Linked DNA regions of Mus musculus: region 1 is linked to region 2. A link is a contact called in public promoter capture Hi-C data. All regions are on one chromosome and are shown on one strand. Each heading gives the region's core, a stretch centred on a gene start, on an enhancer-like site or on the middle of the called end of the contact. The rest is flanking DNA. Distances are from core to core; before and after follow the strand shown. Region 1 holds the start of Snrpf (small nuclear ribonucleoprotein polypeptide F). Region 2 has its middle 50 kb from the start of 4930534H03Rik.

The links. Promoter capture Hi-C pulls out the DNA fragments that hold promoters and counts their contacts.
Region 1: a promoter capture Hi-C map of liver shows a contact between it and region 2, with 4 times the contacts expected there. The contact joins the promoter of Snrpf here to the enhancer-like site in region 2. A contact is called at or near these places in 6 of 39 promoter capture datasets (the C10 cell line, hippocampal neurons, liver and 2 more) and 1 of 115 datasets of contacts at active chromatin or transcription factors (large pre-B cells).

The regions. Positions count from the first base shown.
Region 1 is chr10:93,586,164-93,590,964 of GRCm38.p6, reverse strand. Snrpf (small nuclear ribonucleoprotein polypeptide F) reads left to right here and starts at 1,307. Exons shown (of 4, transcript NM_027246.1): 1 at 1,307-1,426; 2 at 2,842-2,967. The coding sequence starts at 1,424. It overlaps 4933408J17Rik (RIKEN cDNA 4933408J17 gene), which reads right to left and starts at 1,552. Exons shown (of 4, transcript NR_045810.1): 1 at 1,195-1,552.
Region 2 is chr10:91,268,716-91,273,250 of GRCm38.p6, reverse strand. No RefSeq gene overlaps it. Among named protein-coding and RNA genes, the nearest start is that of 4930534H03Rik, 50 kb to the right of the region's middle. Within about 2 kb of position 2,415, at least 110 of the 459 cell types and tissues checked have an H3K27ac peak or open chromatin away from gene starts, as enhancers often do. A contact at or near this core is called in liver and neutrophils, where this site is marked.

The DNA.
Region 1 (4,801 bases), core at 58-2,557, 2.3 Mb before region 2:
TTCCCAGTATTTCATCACCTACAGTATTAAATTAGAAGTTGGACTAGGTATCCCCAGGATTGTGAGTTTAAGATTTATAAATTTGTCAATGCTGACTGAATAAGTAGAGCATATTTGAGTGTCAGGAACAGTAATTATTCTTCCATTACCATGGGAAAAAAATCCGAGCTAAGATTTCGGTCTGATCAAAATGTATCTGAGATTAGCAGCATCATTTTTAAAATTTTCTTTATCATGTTTTGTCTGCATGTGCGCATGTGCACCGCGGGAGGGCCTGGCACCCACAGAAGTCAAAAGAGAGAGATGGGTCCCCGGCACATGAAACTTTGGATGGTTGTGAGTCACCACCATGTGGGGATGGGATTCGAACCCAGGTCTTTTCACGTGCGAAAAGCGCTCTTCTCCATTGAGCCAACACCCCCAGAATGTGTTGGCATACTTTAATAATATAAACGACAGTCTTTAGGCTTAGGCCTGGGCCAATCTCGAATCTCGAGTTATTTGGGGAATCCATGCCAAAAAAACAAAACAAACAAACAAACAAAAAACCGTTCAGGTTCATATAGGGTTAGATCTCCCGAAAAAGAAAAAAGTACTCTTTTTACACGGGTTTCATATCACAGGTGAAGCGATACTGAAATGTTGAGATTATGGGGAAATTAAACGGGGTTCTGATCGATAACTTTCCATCAGAGCGATTAACCTGTGGTAGCGTCAATAATTCCCCACATCCTATTCACAAACACACGTAAACGGACCTCCTTTGGCCTCTGGTTCTGGGAATGCTTAGACATCAGAACGACAAGAGGCCACCACATTATCCGAGACTTAACTTGACCTGGTTTCAACTGTTGTAAAGCCCCACTTGAGTGCTTTTCACTAGCACTCACGTAGTCTTGCTACCCCAGCTTCCTTTAAAAACCCGCAAGTGGACGGACATTCTGTAATAAAGAACAGTCCCATAAAAGGGGGGCCGTGCCAGAGGTGTTCCCCAAGTGCTGGATCTATGGGAGGATGACCTCCAGAACCCGATCTCGTTCTTTCAGCTGAAGGACAGACTAAACCTTCTTTAGCTAAAGAAACCAAGTCCGTTCGCCAGGGCACTTAGCTTCCCCTTGTCCCGAAGCAAAGACATTGGGGTCGCTCAATCGTTCCCACTTCGAACTTGAGCAGTGGACACAAACACACGCTTACCTGGTTGCTAGGAAACAGTACCGCCATCCCCTCCAATCAGTAAACACGTCTTTGGTGGCCAATCACAGAAGCCGAGACAACGCGGCGTGAGGTGAAAGGTCAGGCCGCTTTTGTCGGCCATTTCTCTTAGCGCGGGTCGCTTGGTTGTAGCGGCAGCCGCTCCGGTCACGAGGGGCGGGCAGCGGCGGAGTCGGCGGCTAGCGGGGTGCAGCGCTCGCCGGTGGTCGCGATGGTAAGGACGATGAGCGCCGCGGGGGCTGGAGGACGGGCGGCCTCGCGGGGCCCGCCGCCCCCTGCGCCTCCCATTCATCCCCACGAGGCGCCGCGCGGCTGGCCGCTCGCTCCTGCTCCCGACGTCGGAGGCCTTGGCGGCGCGCGCGCGGAAGCCCTTCCCCTCCCCGAGATCCCCAGCCACCTTTCCGCGTGTTGTTTGTCCCGGAGCCTGAGGTGTAGCCTAGTTTGGGCTCACAGGGTAGGGGTAAACCGAAGCGAGTTTTCCATTTCTACCTAGCACGCTCCGCAGTGCGCCATTTATTCCTTGCTGTTGACAATTTTAGCAGATTGTCCTCTGGCGCAGAAAACCCCGGCTACCCTTCCACTCATTTAATACTGATCTTAGGCGCCAGGAAGATGGGGTGGTAAGGTAGACTCTGCGTTTTCTTAGGAGTGGGAGGTAGGCAGCCGTCAAATAATAACAACAAAATAAGCAATTACAAGTAGCGGTGATTGTTAAGCAGGGAGCTGATAGGATGCTCTGAGAGGTGCACTGCCTAGTTATAACGCAGTGGAGGAGCGCTCTTCTCCAGAAGGTGTCAAATAACCAGACATCCAGGTCACAGAGCAGGTGGAAGAGTATTTCTTGCGCGAGTTCCAAGTAGAAAGTAGGTTTGACCAGTTGGAATTGACAAGAATTGACCGCTGCTTGCAAGAATGATGGTTTTAAAATACAGCCTGGGACCTTAACGCCTCCTAGGAAATATGAGGCTCTGTCAAGTGCAGTTAGAGACCATTGGAGCATTCTTTTAAGTCACAATAGTACATGACTTGATAAGTGGTTTGTGGATGATAAATTATAGGCAGCGTAAATTGGCTACTCATTTAGACCCTGTGCTCTCCAAGATTCTTTGGGATGGTGTGTGAGTGGAATGGAGTATGGGGGTGGTTATGAATTTAAAGGGAATAATACTTCTTGATTTAGCATTAAGAGGCCCTCTCACTGACGATATTGAGCTTTTTTTTTTTTTTTAATGTCTGCAGAGACCACCCTGTACCTTTATTTTGATTCCTTTAGAGCTTGGATAATGTAGGTATTTGGGGCTTTTGTCCATTCGGCAGTGCTCAAAATGGAACTAGTGACCTAAGTATCCTAGGGCAGTGCCCTGTCATTGTGTTACACACTTGCCCCACTCCCATCTGTCATTCGACATTTAATTGCATAATTCATATTTTCGTTTCTGTCAGTGGACTATGAAGTTGGCTAAATGGGTACTTAAATTTCTCTCAGACACCCTCCAGCAAATTATAAAGTGATGGTGGATCGGAGTTTACCCTGTGTCATAAAGTCTTGACTGGTGTCTCAGTAGAGAGTGGGTGGTGGAAGCTGAGGTAAGCAAAAATTATTGAGTGCTGCCTTTGGTTTTTATACAGAGTCTACCCCTCAACCCCAAGCCCTTTCTCAATGGGCTGACAGGGAAGCCAGTGATGGTGAAACTTAAGTGGGGCATGGAGTACAAGGGCTACCTGGTCTCCGTGGATGGCTACATGAACATGCAGGTATGCTGAGGAGGAGGAGCATGGGTGAGGAGCAGGAAACCAGGTTTCTACTGTGTCACCTTACTCCTCAAAGGTTTACTGAGACTGGTGGGAATGCGCACAGATTGACAATAGAAAGTGGAGTCGAGATTAAAGTATGAACCAGGGAGGAGGTTGAACCATGATGTTCTTAGGAGTACTTACACCAGAACACAGAGCTTTGACATTTGGTCTCTAAAGCAGAAGGGAAAACTAGTTTATTACAGAAAACAATGATTCAGCCTGTCTTTTTCTAAGACGTGTCTGTATAGGCGATTAGCACTATGATGCAGTGGCATTAGTACTCAAATGGAACTCTGTACCCATTAAATAGTTCTGTTACCACCTGTAATCCACCTGTAATCCAGCCCTATGATTAAGAGTGGGACTGTCTCTCATGTAAGTGGAATGTATTATAAATTCAGCTAACTTCAGATCAAAAATTCTTAAGAGAAATTATATCTTATGTTCGAGGTACACAGTCCTTTTGCTTTCTCCACTGTACTAGGCTATGATCAGTCTAGAAATTAGAAGGACATTAGGTTCTATGCAGATGCTCAGCTATTTGAAACAAGGAGCTCCAACACCCTTGGTCCTAGAGGCCCTGGAACAAAGCCCCATAAATGCCCTGGGGTAGGCTTTTTGTCCTTTTGTCTGGTTTGATTATAGCTTCAGGATTCATTGATAGAAGTTACTGCTTTTCAGGACTGAATAATATCCCGTTATATAGCTATAACGCATTTTTACAGTCTATTATGTTTGTTTGGTTTTTTTAAAACATTATTTTATGTGAGTACACTGTCACTTTCTTAAGACACACCAGAAGAGGGAATTGGATTCCATTACAAATAGTTGTGAGCTACCGTGTGGTTGCTGGGAATTGAACACAGGGTCTCTGGAAGAACAGTCACTCTTAACTGCTGAGCCATCTCTCCAGCCCCATCTGTCCAGTTTCTTGTAGGGATCAAGCCCAGACCTCTGTACATGCTGACCAGCAGTCTGCCACTAAGCTACATTCTCAACCTGTTCATTCATTTTGATTTCTAGTTTTTAATTTTATTTTATGGATGTCTTGTCAGTGTACTATGTATATGCCTGCTGCCCATCAAAGTCAGACAAGGGCATCCGTCAGCACTCTAGAACTGCAGTTATGGATGCCGTGGGCACCATGCGGATGCTGGGAATTGAACCCAGGTCTTCTGGAAAAGCTGCCAGTGCTCTTAACCTCTGGCCAACTCTCCAGCCTCAAACAAGCATTTTTCCAAGTCTACTTTTAACTCTTTGGAGTATATACACAAGTCGGATTACTGGTTCGTTGTTTTTGAGTAGATGTCATATTGTTTTTCATAGCAGCTGTGTGGTTTTGATTCCTTCAGATGGTACCCAAGAGTTACAGTTTTCCACATCTGCACTAACACTTGTTTTCTACGAGGTTCCTCTTTTTAATGTATAAATATTATTCTCCTGATCTGAAATAGTATCTCCTCTTGGCTTGCATTTCCCCAATGACATTGGGCACCTTTTCATGTGTGTATTAACCATGTGCTTTCATCTTTGGAGAAATATGTTACTCACATCCTCTATTTATTTATTTACTTGTATTTTTTAAGACAAGGTACTCACATCCTCTATTTATTTATTTACTTGTATTTTTTAAGACAAGGTCTCATTATGTAGCCCTGGCTGGCCTGTATCATGCTATGTAGTCCAGGCTGGCCTAACTCAGAGATCTGCCTGCCTCTGCCTCCTGGGTGGTAGGATTAAAGGCATGTGCCACTTTGTCTGTTTTTAATTTTTTTGTGTGTTTAATTGTAGT
Region 2 (4,535 bases), core at 1,166-3,665:
TGTTCCCATGATAGAGACTCAGACCTTGACTGAGGATGCGACTCAGTGAAAGAGACCTTGCCTGGCATGAGGTACTGAGTTCAGTTTTCAGCACTGTACCAAAAAGAAGGAGGAGGAGGAAGAGGAGGAGGTGGAGAGGAAGAGGAGGAGGAGGAGCAGGAGGAAGAGGAGGAGGAAACAGAGAGACACAAAGAAGAATTCCAAGCTGATCATTACAAATACTTCCGTTACTTGGATCTGTGAAAGTCACTTTGATTATGTGGTTGGTCACAGCCTGAGAATAAAAATCAGCACACTAGGAATGAGGGACACAATACATATGTGTGTATTATGTATGTATATACAAACATTATGTGTTTATGTATGTATATGTGTGCATATGTATATACAAATATGTGTATATTTATGTATATATGTATATACAAATATATGTATGTGTATATGTATGTACAAATATTTATATGTGTATGTATATGTGTATATACAAATAAATGTGTGTATGTGTATACAAATATGTATATGTATGTATATATATGCATATATACATATATGTATGTGTGCATCTATGTACCTTGGATCTTTGATTGCATCATGGAGCAGCTAAGCAATGCCAGCAGCCCCTCACCTCAAGATTTCCTCTTAAGCAAGAAAAGTCAGCCGCAGTGGTTTAAGCCGGCGTAGGGAGGCTCTGGAAGGCATTCTGAGCTGACATGTCACAATTTCACTGAATTCTCCAAACATGTGAATCTCTATTTCACACACTGGAATGTGAATAAGTTCTCCACAGTCACAGAGCTAGCGGCTAATGCCAGAATTCCCGGCCAGGAACCATTTCAAACCTCAAAGAATTTTCTTCCAGGACCTTCACAGTGTAGCTCCTGACCCAGTAGGGGCATGAATATTCTCTGGGAGCCTGTTAGAGACGCAGAGTCTCTGGCCCTCCTCAGACAGATAGGCTCAGGTTGTACAATAATTTAACAAGACCTATGGTGCTGCCTGTATGTCTCTAGAAGAAAGAATAAGGAACAACCGTTGAAACCTACAGGAAGCAAATTCAACTCAACGAGAATGAGAAATTTGTAAGTGATTCCCCTTTGACGTTCCTTGGGAAGGAAAGAGCCTGGTGGAAAGCAATGAGTGCCCAACAAGGGTCTGTCCTGCACCGACAAATACCCCCGCCCCATCCCGGACTGCTGACGATGCTGTGGGGAAGAACCTTGAGATCTTTCTGCTATTGTGATTTTTCCCATTGGCCTTTCCTGAACCTGAGATTTCACTATGAAAAACATCCCTAGATGTCATTAACGCTGAAACTAGCAAATGAATGACTTTCCGGAGGAACATGCCCTGCATTGCAAGTACAGGTTTTCAGGGTGACTTCAGCAGACAGAGAAAAGTCAGAGATCCTGGGAGGTGTGAAGACGAAGGTCATGATTCTGGGCTCCCTAATGGCCCAGCCGTCTTGAAGCAGAGGAAATGAATCGAGGCTGGGCAGCTGAACCAAGGCAGCAGGCGGTGGGAAAGGGAACCTCAGGTGGCCTGGGGAAGCAAATTCTCACTATTGCCTGCTGATAACCACCTGCCGCTGGGTTTGAGGCTTCCCTCGGCTTTCTCTGTGGCGTCCCTGTCACTGACTGAGCCCCAGGCAAAAGCTGTGAACTCCACACAGACTTTGGAAGCATACACATGTAACCACATTCTCACCCTTTTGAATTTAATTCCACAGTATAATTAAGCACATACACGGCACACGCATGGCTATAATACCAGCTGTCTGTTCAATTTGGAAGTGTGTATTAAACAAATCCAAGCAAGGAGCAACAATCTCGGAGCCTTAGGCCTGGGGGAGGCGCCACACAACCAGCCCCACAAATAAGCATTTTCTGTGACACACTGCCACCAAGTGGCCAGATGCGGGAATGACAGCACAGTGAAGCACTAACGGGACAAGTCAGTTTCTTGGCTGTCCTTGGACCCCTGGCACCTGACAAACGCTCAAAAATTGTTTTTTGAACCAAATTTAATTTAACTGAGTTGGAATTAAGTGAAGTGAATTGATTAAGCATAAAATTAACAGATGTGTGTTGGAACAGTTATTAAGGTTTGTTTGGTAAGCCTTCACAATGTGCTAGCATCATGATCGTCACAGAATGGATAAGTATGGGAGGGGAGGCGGGAGGGAAGGGGGGTTGGAGGAAGGGAGATGAGGATAAAGGGAGGAAGAGAAAAAAAGATAAGTACTGTCACACCGACATGAACTAACATAAACCTATGGTCTTCTTTTCCTTTTTGTTTGTTTGGTTGGTTGGTTGGTTTGTTGTTGTTTTGTTTTGTTTTTGAGACCAGAGCCACCCAGGTGATAGGATCTAAAGGCAGGCACCACTACAGCCCAGCTGTCATGTAACCTCAGGCTGTGGGGCCCCGGAGAGAACAACAGGCACAAGCTCTCCACATCCTTATTTGATTTCAGTCTGAACCTCCCTTTGTTCTGCATTTTTGTGACCTGCCTGGCTTCTTCCTGGTTTTATACAACTTCAGAACATGCCACATGATGTGGAATAAATGCATGATGGTGTGAAATATACTTTACAGTTGACAAACAAATCCATTTTGGATTAACATGAAACGGGGCTGTCATTTTACCGACAGGGAAAGGGAGCCTGAGATGTCAGAGACCTCCCCATATCTCACGTAAAGCCCGTAGGTCTCCTCTCTAGGTCCTGCGGACTTCCTGCCTGCAGGTGGCGCACGGGGGAGCCTCCCTCACCAGGCTCGCTCACCGAAAAAATAGCAGTGGGGCCTCTGCCTTTTACACCAAGTGCCAAGAGGATCCTGCCTGGGGCCTCCAGATGTGGGCGGGGTCTCCTGCTTGCACCAGGTCCCTCCTAGGCACACACACACACACACACACACACACACACACACACACGCTCGCCCACTCTCCCCCACCCCCACGCTTGGCCTTGGCTGTCTCCTCTTCCTGCTAGCTCACAGCACTTCCACCACAGGCCTTCAACCCCATCCGAAGCTATTAAGACCCTTGTCCCTGCATGGTCACCTTGAAAACTACTTACCAGAGAGAAATTTATAGTCTTTTGGTTTTTCAAGGCAGGGTTCCTCAGTGCAGCTCAGCCCTGGCTGCCTTGGAACTCACTCTGTAGACCAAGCTGACCTCAAACTTCGCCTGCCTCTGCCTCTCAAGTGCTAGGACTAAAAGCTGGTGCCACCACCGCCAAGAAATTGATAGTCTTTAAAAAAAAAAAAAAAAAAAAAAAAGTAGCAATTTGGGAGATAGGAAAAACAGTGAGAAATTCTTGTGAAAAATATTTAAATAAGCTCTTCATTTACCATGCTAAGTCCAAAACTAGAAGTAATTGCGATGATGATGGTGTGTGTGTGTGCGTGTGCGTGTGCGTGTGTGTGTGTGTGTGTGTGTGTGTGTGTGTGTGTGTATTCAGATTTTTATATTCGTCTTTTTAGGATTTTTTATTATTTTTAAAATTGTGTGTGTGGGTAGGTGTATGCATGTAAGCGTGCCCACAGAGGCCAGAGGAGTCAGTTTTCCTAGGAGCAGGAGTTACAGATGGCTGTGAACTACCCAAGGTAAGTGCTGGGAATCAAACTCAGGTCCTTGGGAAGAATAATACATATTCTTAACCACTAAGTCATCTCTCCAGCCCTCATCTTGTTTTTGAAAACAATTTGAAATGTCTACCATGCTAACCCTAAAGAGGTCAGGGCTAACCCCCACTGGCCCCTGAGGCAGGAGAAGAAATCTCTCCCCTGGCTGCTTCTCTTGCCTCTTGTACACCTGCCTGACCACTCACTACAACAACTGGTTGTCTCACTAGTCCACAGGTTTTCTAAGATCAAGAATGGTATAAAAGAAAAACCCTACACACAGGCCTCAGAGTTGAGAGAACAATCCAGATGATTCTAGTAGGATAAGGAGATGGCTCAGTCCAAAAAGTGCCTCCTAACTGTGAGAGATTTGAGTTTAATCTCCAGAAACACAAGCCCAAGCTTGCGTTCCCAGCTCTGGAGAGGCAGGGACGAGCTAGATCCAGGCCAGCGAGGGACCCTGTCTCAAAAAACAAAACAAACACAAAACCAAGACTTGTGGCTTATAAGCAACAACACTGTCCTCTAGCAAACACACACACACAGTGGGAGGTGGGTAATGAGCCAGCCTTAAGCTCACAATTCTATCCAAACATAGCACTGGGCCTGATACATTGGGCTGAAAACCAAATCTCTTGATCATATATCATATCATATCATATCATATCATCCTCCCAGATATGAGCCTGTGGTCTATGCCTAGGGCAGGCAAAGACTGGTCCATGTGCCCTGGGAGACTGCCACAGTGACAATGACAAAGGGCCTTCTTTTATAAAGGAGAGAGGGCCACCTATTTATTACTAGCAGAGTCCAAAGACTTTGGTTACCTCTTAAAGCTTCCATCCCATATTATGCTGGTAGAGCCAAATTTCAAGTTAGGAACTTACAAGACCCCTGAGGGCAAGGACAGATTC